Linked DNA regions of Mus musculus: region 1 is linked to region 2. A link is a contact called in public promoter capture Hi-C data. All regions are on one chromosome and are shown on one strand. Each heading gives the region's core, a stretch centred on a gene start, on an enhancer-like site or on the middle of the called end of the contact. The rest is flanking DNA. Distances are from core to core; before and after follow the strand shown.

Region 1 (5,284 bases), core at 446-2,945, 130 kb after region 2:
CAATGTAACATGACCCATGCAACTCTTCTGTTGCCTCTATGGTGAAATGCTTGCCTGGCCTATTAGGATCCATGGGAGTGATCCCTTCCTGTCTCTGTGACTTCATCTCCCCGTGCTTTCCCTTGTTCATTGTGCTCCAGACACACTTATTCACCACACCCTCTGTACCTCCTGGAGGGCTGTCTCCAGTTCACCACAAGATGGTCCTGTCTTTTGTATTTCAACTCAAACACCACTTTTCCAAACTGAGACTGTAGTCCCCTATTCTCTTTCCAAGCTGCCAGTCATACACTTTTGCCCTCACATGTCCACTGTCTGAAATTATTTGCATCTATTCTTTATTGCTTTTCCCTTTTGTGGAGTGCAAACTCAAAAAACAGAGAAACTCTTATTGATCTTTACAAGACTGCTGGCTTAAATGGGCACTTAACAAATATTTAGCATGTGTCATAGCCAAATGAGAGCATATATGTTACTAAATAAAATTTTACCTTGAGCTCAGAGTTTGAGAGTCACCGGCAGTCACACACAGAATTATATGCTGTGGGCTATATTCTATTTTATTTTACTGGTAGAGAGGGGCAGTTAGATAAAGAGGGGCAGAGCTAGAAGACTGCCCAGAAGGATTCTATGAAGGTTGAATTTTTCTTTACACGACACAATAACTTTCCCAGCCTGTTTTATCATGTGAACAGAGACAGACGTAGTCACTAAAATCTAAGCAAACCAGTAAAGTGGTGCAGTAACTTCAGCTTGCAAGAATATGGAAAGGCACAGTCACAGCATGCGAGGGTTGCTGGGTGTGGTCTGGAAGCCACCCTGTCCGGGCTTCTGTCCTGGGTATGCAGGAATCTCCGAGCTTATGTTTGACGGTACTTCTGTCTGTGCTTCCGAGGAAACAGATGTGCAGAGCATTGGCATGGTGGCAGGAGCAGTGACAGGCATAGTGGCAGGAGCCCTGCTCATTTTCCTCCTGATATGGCTGCTAATACGAAGGAAAAGCAAAGACAGATACGAGGAAGAAGACAGACCTAATGAAATCCGGTAAGCTTCCCTATTTGTGCAAACTCCCTTTACAGGCCAATTCCATAGTAACCAGTCAATATCATTCCGTAGGTCCCCTGCATTATTAATCTCTTCAAAGGGTTATCCTAGCAAGTAGGAAATTACAGTCTGGGGACAGGAGATGTGATTCACTTATTGTGAAACTATCTTTGTCCTGGCTTGCTTTTTGTTGCTATGGCAAACAACATGACCAAAAGCAGCCTGGAAAGAAAAGGGTTTCTTTCCCCCTACAGCTTACAGTCCGTTACCAAGGGAAGGCAGGAAAGGAAAAGAATTCAAGGCAGGAAAGGAATTCAAGGCAGGAAAGGAATTCAAGGCAGGAAAGGAATTCAAGGCAGGAAAGGAATTCAAGGCAGGAAGCTGGGGGTGCCAACTGAAGCAGAGGCCATGGAGGGGTGCTGCTTACTGGTTTGCTCCTCACAGCTTGCTCAGCCTGCTTTCTAATAGAACCCAGCATCGCCTTCCCAGGAGTGGCACCACCCACAATGAGCAGTACTCTCAGACAGCCATCATTAGTCCAGAAAAAAAAGCACCACAGGCTTGCCAACCAGCCATTCTGATGGAGACATTTCTTCAGCTGAGGCTCCCTCTCCCCGATGACTCTAGCTTGTGTCATGCTAACAACCAACCAGCTTAAGTCTCAGCTTTACCTCTGATTCACTTCCACTTAGCAAGGGTAGATGATAAAAAGGGTATAACCCACAGGACATGAAAGGGTTTAAGTACGCAAACCCCCAAATCAAAGCAATTCTATCAAAGCAATCAAAGTCTCCTGTTGAGCTGTATCCTGGTGCAACTGGCTCAACCTCTCTGGCAGTCACTCAACAAACATTTTCCTAAACTGAGCATTAAGTCTTAGGAAACCAGAAACTGCTCAGTTCCTTAACTGACTGCCTTGGAGGTTTATGGCTTGAGGAGTTTATTGGAAAAAAAAAAAAAAATCTCAGGAGGAAGTAACTTTAACGAGCGTCAACCCAGCCCCGGCAGTACTAAAGTTTATCTTTGCTATCTGTTCACTTTTCCGCTTTCAGAGAAGACGCCGAAGCGCCCCGAGCCCGCCTTGTGAAGCCTAGCTCCTCTTCCTCAGGCTCCCGGAGCTCACGCTCTGGCTCCTCCTCCACCCGCTCCACCGGGAACAGTGCCTCCAGAAGCCAGCGGACGCTGTCGAGTGAAGCAGCGCCGCAGCAGCCCGGGCTAGCCCCGCAGGCATACAGCCTCATAGGACCGGAAGTGAGAGGTTCTGAACCAAAGAAAGTCCACCATACGACCCTGACCAAAGCAGAAACCACACTCAGCACAACGCCCAGCCAGAGCAAAGCCTTCCAAACTGTCTGACTTAGAGTGGACTTGACTTGCGCTTGCCCCAAAGTCAGGATCTTAGCCTAGTCACTGGAGCTCGTCCACCAGCCACGCAAGCCCCTCAGCCAGATACGATCTCACTTAAGTAGCTGCAGAAATGGCACGGACCAGTTCTGATGAGTACCCTCCTTATATAGGATACCAAACAAACACAAGGACGGAGGCTGACCATCTATCTCTAAAGGCACCTCACTGTGCCTTCAGACAGAGTGGAGGGGAGGAGGGGCCCAAGCTTATTTGGTGAAAATAAAGGGAAAGGTGAGGCTGCACACACCTGAAACATCTTACCTAGGATGTTGCAAGTCACCACAGTCAAGAAGAAGCGGGAATCTCGTAGATCAATTTTCTATTCATTTCTGCAAATTTATTGGATTAGTGTGATTATTCAGATAGTCAAAACAGAAGCCCACGCCTTATAATATACCTATCTGCAACATGTACTGGGAGAACTGCGTTTAAGAAATTCACATTAAAAAAAAAAAAAAAAGAAGGAAACACATTTTTTTTCTACTTTGACTTGACTTCTTGTGTCATAAGGTTTGAACGTTGGTTGGGGAGGATTTGCAATGTGGGAGACAGAGAAAAGGGACTTTTCTCTTACCTCATCAACAGCCAATCTTCCTATTTCCGTCGAACCCTAAAATAATAACTAAGGAGGGAGTCCAACCAAGATGGGACATGATTCTCTGAAGAGCTTTCCTTTTTGATATTCAGAGGCTTGACAACAGATATCAAGACGATTATCCCGGGGCAGTTGTGGCTCTTTATTCCAATTTGACTGACTCCCCTAAAGACTTCTCTGCTGGATGTTTCTAGGAGAAACAAATACTCACTACATGTCACTTAATGAATGTCCTTAGGGACAGTCCTCTAGAGAAAGTCTCTCAGGGATGTTGAAAGATCCCCTTGCATACCACTTCCTGCTCCTCTTTCTGGGAACAAGAGCAACCAGAATTTCAAGACTGCTTGGAATAGAGAGGGAGAGTAGACCTTTCTCTCAGTAGGTCAAAGGACATTTGATACTGGCCCAAAACTTGGCGATTCTTTCATTCTAGAAGGATGCAAATGTGGGACTTTTGATGATTCTAGGCCTTAAATTTTCAGCAATCATTTCCTAAAGGCACTGAAACCCAAACCCCTCCCATGGCCCTCTCCCCGCTGAGAGGTTGAACGGTATCCTCGCTGTCTTTCTTCTCAGCGGTAGACTCCAAGAGACTTGGAAGGAGTAAACTGCCATTAGGGAGTAGGTGGTGAGCAAAACAAGGGGTGGTGGGCGGTGGGAGTGGGTTCAGCTCAAGGCTGTTAACATTTTTGGCGTTGGCGCTTGGGAAGGAATTAGCAGAAAGGATTCACTACCAGCAAAAGTATCAAACAACTCACACAAGGAGAAGAAAGGTGTCTGAGAAATGTTTAAAAAAAAAAAAAAAAAAAAAGGCAGCCTTTCCAGGACAAGTAACTTGCCTTTTAGAAGGTTTTGAAGATTAGGGCACTTAAGGCACAGCTGCTAAACCTGAATGAGCCCTTCAAAGAACAAAGCAAAGTCAGCTGGTCGTGGTGGGTGGAGCGGAGCATTTCCTATTGTTGACCAGGGCAAAGGCTAGAGAAAAGCGGAAGTGCTGTGGCTGCTGAGATGAAGTGTTCTCTGGAGCAGGACTCGGATGCTTCCAGGAAAAGGTTGAGGCTCACCACTGCCCTGTGTCTCTGGCTTCTTATTCCTACGTTTAATTGGCATAAGAGCATCCTCACAGGATGTACACACATTTCCTTCTAAAGTGCCTGGGAAATGATGCTTGCGTTAAGTTGTTTGGGGTTCGTTTGGGTGGGCTTTGTGCATGCTAAAGTGACCGTCCTAACCTGAGTTTTGTCTTCCTTTTAAAGAGGTAGAAATAAGAGACATTGAGGAAACAACACAGGTGCCTGTCCATTTGAGAGAACCGGCATATTTGAATGCTTCTTATACTAACTCTTATCTCATTGTAAGATTTTTATTTTAAGCCCCTTACTCTGATTACACTTTATCCTTCTTGGAGGATGGTATCCAAGCAACATGTCTCTCCTGCTATATAATTCTGAGCGTTCTCATTCCTGGAGTCCCTGAGCCATGCAAGCTTACCATGAAGGCTGCAGCTGCGCTGTCAGGAGCAATTTTCTCACTGTTCCCTGCCTTTGAGCATCGGATTTCCTGCCTGTGCTTTGCAAGCAGGGATCAGTCCCCTTTGTCTGAAAAGGAAATTCCAATTCTTTAAACGTGTTGTTAGAAACCAATACCACTGAATATCCAAATTACTTTGGAAACTCTTTCCAATGGAAAACTGCATTAAAACACGCCAAACATTATACTGGGAGCTGAGAAATTCTGAGAGATAAGGCACTGAAGTCTTAGTAACGACAGAGCCTCAGCATCAGCCATTCGCGGTTAAATAAGACAGAGAATGAGCTGAAGATGGAGCAAAAGCCATGACTGGCTCCAAACCTTATTCCATTGACTTTGCAAACCAAGCCAGCTGAGTCTTTAATGTGAAACAAATAGAAAAGGAAAAAACAAAAACAAGCAAACAAACAAAAAACTGATGGGCAAAAGCAAAAAAAAAAAAAGTAATAATAAATGTTTGTAAGAAAATGCAGGAGGAGGAATGTGTATGTTTAAAGAATAACCGTTTCAATAAAATATATAAGCCAAACTGACATTTGTAAAATAGTAAGATTAATGTTTTTGTTGTCATCTTGTACACAAAGCATTTCAGAATTGCTGTTCCAAAAGGTATTTATGGTATGTTTCGTTTCTGGTACTATGCTGTTTGTGTGTCAGTCTGCTGTGTTGCCTTGTAAACCGGGTGGTACTTGTCACAAAAGCAGTTAT
Region 2 (5,460 bases), core at 2,561-5,060:
CATCACTAGGCTGCAAGTCCCTTGTTCCCCACTAGGCTGCAAGTCCCTCAAAGTCACTTTGACTTTCTCAGTCTCAGCCTTTAAACTCAAGGTCCTTCCTCAGTAGATATTCACAGGCTGAATAATGGTTTGGTTTGGTTTGGTTTGGTTTGGTTTGGTTTGGTTTGGTTTTTCGAGACAGGGTTTCTCTGTGTAGTTCTGGCTGTCCTGGAACTCATTTTGTAGACCAGGCTGGCCTCGAACTCAGAAATCCACCTGCCTCTGCCTCCAGAGTGCTGGAATCAAAGGTGTGCGCCGCCACACCCGGCTCAAATAATGGTCTTTCAAATACGCAGTTATTGCCAAGAGCCCTAGAATGCAAATGTGTGTTCTGGATAATATACTTATATACTCACAGTTGGTGCCCCAAACTTTTCCTTAGTTACCCCAGCTCCTTTTGGACTCTGTTAACTTTGCTGCTATAGCACAGTACTAGACACTGAGAAACTTGTCAACAACAAAGATGCCCTGCTCCTGGTTCTGAGGCCGATGCCTGAGATTGGTCTGAATTGGTCTAGCTTAGGCCTCTGTAGGTCCCAACTTGCTGTCTTCTGCTTGGGTCTCCACATGATAGGAGAAGTCTGCCTAAGCATACTTTGGGGTTCTTCTTATACAGTTACTAATGGAGATTACCTCTCTATTGTCCCATTTCCTAATATGCTCATCTGGAAGGTCAGATTTATCTATCTATCTAGCTAGATAGCTATCTATCTATCTATCTATCTATCTATCTATCTATCTATCTATCTTGAGATACGTATCCAAGTATGACCTATGTATCCCAAGTATGATTTTGAACTTCTGGTGTTTCTGCCTTGACCTGTTTAGTGCTGGGATTACAGATATGAGCCATCATGCCTGCTTTTCTCAGTGCTGAGGACTGACTTCCAGGGCCTGTGTGTGCTAGGCAAGTGCTCAGCCAGCTTGAAAACTTTCAACATGAGTTTGGGGTGATCCAAGCACCCGGCCGATGCATTCCTCTCAAGCTCTATCACAATTGCCCTTCCCAATTTCACTCATCAAGTTCTTTGGTTTAAAGAAAAAAATGTGGGTTTAATTGTTTCCCTTAGAGACAGTGTGCTCTTCTCTTTGTTATTCATATGTGTTTGTTAGAGACCAAATATGTTAAGAAAGACTTGAATCATAAATTTGACAGAGGTCCTTGATCCTAATATGTTTGGCAAATGAGCAAGTTGAATTATAGTTTGACCTCACACTACACACAGCTCTGCTGTTTGTATAAGATGTGAGCATTCATTCATTCATTCATTCATTCATTCATTCATTCATTAAATTATTACTGCATACAAAGTCATCTATCTGTTACCAACTGGGAACATGAAAAGGGAACATGTTAACTTAACCTTCAAAAGCAGATGTTTTGGACTAGGGATTTGAACTCAGTGGCACAGTGCTTGCCTGGCATGCTTGATGTCCCAGGTTAGACCTCAGTGTCACATGTGCACGCAAAATGTTATGTCTGTAAGACAAGTGAGAAACACTCAACTAGAGAGAAAAAGTGTCCTTTGACCAGTCCCGTCCAGTCCGATAGGGAAGCTTTCACAGAGTGAAGGACATTGCACAAGGCCATAAGGATCAGGAATCTTTAGAAACTTGGCAAAGCAGGAAACAGAAGGACATTCCAGATGGAGCAAAGAATCTAAGCAAAAGCAGAAAGTAGGAGAGCCTGGGGCATGTACTTGGAACAGAGTAAGGTTCATTTTGCTGGGACACAAAGTCAGGGATGAAGAAAGAAGGGAGAGGGATGTTTGTGCAGTCTGGAAGATGAAGCAGTTCCAAAGTGATCCAGGACAGAGACATCAAACTACTGAATTCCCCTAATTTACATATTCATCAATGTCACCTAAGCCAGCCAATGATTCCTAGGTCACGGTCCCATGGCATGCTGCTGTACATTTCCTGTGGATCACCTTCCAACAGACACTTTTTTAAATTTAGCAAACATTTTAATACTGGAAATGTCTTTCATATTAAATTGGGAAGTTTTTTCTTTTCTTTCTTTCTTTCTTTCTTTCTTTTTTTTCAGTTTTGCAGTTTTTCAGCCTGGTGTATGCAAGGGTTTCCTAATTAATGCCTTGTTGGGAGTTTCCCACAGCATCTTGGCGGAAGACTGCTCTCTGCAGTCTCCTACCCACCACCGAGTCTTTCTCTGCAGTCACCTCATTACACAGTGGAAACTAGCCCCACACAAGTCAGCATCGCGCTGCACAGCCAAGGTCTGCAGCAACTTGGCCCCAGTGTTGCAATTGGAGACAATGTTCCAGGTGTGGAAAGAGAAAAGATATATTTGGATAGGGAAGCATTTGTCCCCACTGACAGCATCGCTCCAGTGCCTGGTCCTGTCATCAGACGACAGAAACATTCTTTCTGAGCTACAGTGAATTCTGAGCCTCGGGGTTTTCCTCTGTCTATGCTCATGGTGGTGGTGGGTATGTCTCGGGCAAAGGAGGCTGATATCACTTACCTTTCAAGAATAATAAACCTTAGGTATAAGTGGTTTACACTTAATGAATGATAATAACTTATTTTGAAAATTTTAATATATGTAACTTAGAATATATTTTACTATGTGTATATATTTACACGTGTAGACACCTATGCCCAGCCCAATAGATTAAAAGTGTGTGTGTGCTTGACAATGTCCTAATGCACAATTCCTAAGGAGACCAATGCCATGAGATAGACAAGATGCTCTCCCTAAGCCACACAGCAAACTGAAAGGATCCATTCCCTTCCCTTATCCCTGACTCTTTTCAACATAGAACAACACAGAACATATCCAAGTTCTCTGCAAAGCTATGTGGAGACTCATAGATGAAATCAGGAGATAGTGGGTAGGGTTCTGTGACAGAGATGGTAGGGATGAAGCAGTCAACTCTCTTTTGAGAACCATTTTGTCACCTAAGTCTGTCTAGGGCTTCTGTCCTTTCTCCAGGTGTGCCCCAGACACACCCGCCACCTCTGTGATGGCCTTTCAGGTGCATTTCTCCCCTCCCTTCTGGACTTCTTCGAATATTTTAAAAACCTTCAAAGTTGGGATTCTTTATTTGCATTCAAGATTTTAAGTAAAGTCTCTGAGGAGGCTTCCTCAAGACCAAGGTGTGTATCTTTTAATTCTTTGTCTCTCCATCACCCAGGGTTTTGTGAGCTCCTGTGACATATTCATAGTGAATAGACAGACTTTCAGAGTCAGGTCTAAGGATCGAGTCCAGCTATCCAGTCACACTGGGCTTAGCTGTAGTCAGATCTGGCGATGAGGGGTGGAGGAGAGAAGGTGACATGGGTCCTTAGTGGGTCAGGAGTAAATAGGTCATACCATACCCAGTCTAAGAGAACAGCCCCTAACCTCCACGGAGCTGCAAGTGTGTCCACAAGGTCCCTATCCTTGGGCTAGCAATTCTGCTGAGCAGACAGCTGCTCCAGCTGGCTTCCTTCCTCCTTTCTTCACATGCTAAGATTTGGGTCAAGAAGAGTAAAAACAGTAAGGCACGGCTTGGATGCCTCAGAGTAGGCAAATAAATCCAGTAGAAGAAAAATAAAAGAAAAACAAAAAGGGAGAACCAAGCCAGAAATCTTTGGTTAGAAGACTAGGTTTGGTAAGAGTAGCAACCAAGACCTCTATGGGATGACCTTGTCCGAGAATCCTGTGACCCAGGAAGCTGTAAGCAGCCTGACTGAAGTATTAAGCAATTAGATTATCAGACTAGGGAAATGTTGGGTCCCAAAGAAATGGGAATTCCCCTACAAATACCATGCTGGCAGAAGGGAAGGACCCCAAACAGAAGGAGAAGTTGTCTTCTGGAAAGTGTTCATACAGTTGTAATAACTAATTTGACCACCTCACAAGATGAGACTGAAGCCCAGACTACGATGAGCCAGTGGGGGCCACGATCACGCCTTGGCAGGGATGGCTTGGATGTGCACAGTCTTGGCTTCAGGATTTAGGAGTTCACTGGATCTCTGTTTCTCTTCCCAATCTGGTCGCATTAAATAAATTGCCTTTTAGACCCGGGCGTGGTGGTGCACGCCTTTAATCCCAGCACGTGGGAGGCAGAGGCAGGCGGATTTCTGAGCTCGAGGCCAACCTGGTCTACAGAGTGAGTTCCAGGATAGCCAGGGCTACACAGAGAAACCCTGTCTCGAAAAACCAATAAATAAATAAATAAATAAATAAATAAATAAATAAATAAATAAATAAATAAATTGCCTTTTCCTGCTTTCCACTTTTGTTTGTTTGGTTGGTTGGTTGGTTTGGTTTGGTTTGGTTTGGTTTGGTTTGGTTTGGTTTGGTTTAGAGACCGGATTTCTCTATAGTCCTGTCTGTTGTGGATCTCGCTCTGTAGACCAAGCTGGCCTCGAACTCAGAGGTCTGCCTGTCTCTGCCTCCCAAGTGCCGGGATTAAAGGCATGGCCACCACTACTCAGCTTCTGCTTCCCACTTTTAATTTGGCTTGTTGAAATTGCCTCAACAATAATGAGGTTGTGTGGGGAATTGCAGGCTGGTCTCCAGTCGAGCTGAGGTCTGAACCCCGATGGTCATAATTCACCTTCATGACACGGTAGGCGTTCCCTCATGCTCCTGGAACTCTGGCCCCTGCCTAAGGTACCACCTCTCACAGCCCCCACAAGAGAAGCATGGTCAGTAGTCACATAAGCAATGGCCCAAGCTTCTGACCTTCAGGCTACATGCCTCCCCAGTTACCAAGCAACAGTGAAGACCATAAAAGGGGTGCTCAGCCCCCACCTTGCTCTCTTATTCTCACTCCTTTGTCCTCTCACCTCTGCTTCTTCAAGTTCCACTGCCCACTCTGATCAGTGTTGGGAACTTCTGCCCCTATTCCCTCTCTCCTGCAACCCTGGGGCTTTAGCAAGGTACCTGGGGTTGGGGGGGAGGGGTGTCCCTGGTCGGGACTGCCCCTTTCTCCACCCCCTGCCACGTGGGCCAGGCATGCTCACGGGGCCAAGTGGAAAAGCGCCTGCAGTCTCCCCGCCTGCCCAGAGCACAGGAACTCTGGCCGGACGTGGCATATTTCTCCTTCCCTTTCTCCCCCAGCGTCCCCCCCCTCCCCCGCCTGCCCTTTATTTTGTTCCCAACAAGGTTGGGTGTCTGGACTTGACTTGGGCCACAATGGCCATCAAGTTTGATAACAAAACCAAGAGGATGTAACGAGGTAGTAGCTGAAGCAAGCCAAGTCATCGACTTAAGAAATGTGTGCCTGATCTTTTGAACTTGAAGGTCAGAACAGGTGACAGAGACCTTTCCACTGAACTTTACCCCTGATATCACCACGTGCACTTCATGTCTGAAGCAGTTTTGAGGAAAGGCAAGACAGTGGAATCCCGCTTGCATGTCGTCAGACTGATACTCAGCAGGGAAGTAGACAGAGCAGAAACACTTTC

Evidence for each region. Capture Hi-C pulls out chosen DNA fragments and counts their contacts.
Region 1: a contact with region 2 is called in a promoter capture Hi-C map of adipose tissue. The contact joins two enhancer-like sites. A contact is called at or near these places in 4 of 115 datasets of contacts at active chromatin or transcription factors (embryonic stem cells and microglia) and 3 of 9 other capture datasets (adipose tissue, liver and pancreatic islet).

What each region holds. Positions count from the first base shown.
Region 1 is chr9:40,780,211-40,785,494 of GRCm38.p6, forward strand. Clmp (CXADR-like membrane protein) reads left to right here. Exons shown (of 7, transcript NM_133733.5): 6 at 903-1,044; 7 at 2,097-5,109. The coding sequence ends at 2,400. Among named protein-coding and RNA genes, the nearest start is that of Hspa8, 18 kb to the right of the region's middle. Within about 2 kb of position 1,696, at least 163 of the 459 cell types and tissues checked have an H3K27ac peak or open chromatin away from gene starts, as enhancers often do. A contact at or near this core is called in adipose tissue and microglia, where this site is marked.
Region 2 is chr9:40,647,956-40,653,415 of GRCm38.p6, forward strand. No RefSeq gene overlaps it. Among named protein-coding and RNA genes, the nearest start is that of Gm39319, 16 kb to the right of the region's middle. Within about 2 kb of position 3,811, at least 25 of the 459 cell types and tissues checked have an H3K27ac peak or open chromatin away from gene starts, as enhancers often do. A contact at or near this core is called in adipose tissue and microglia, where this site is marked.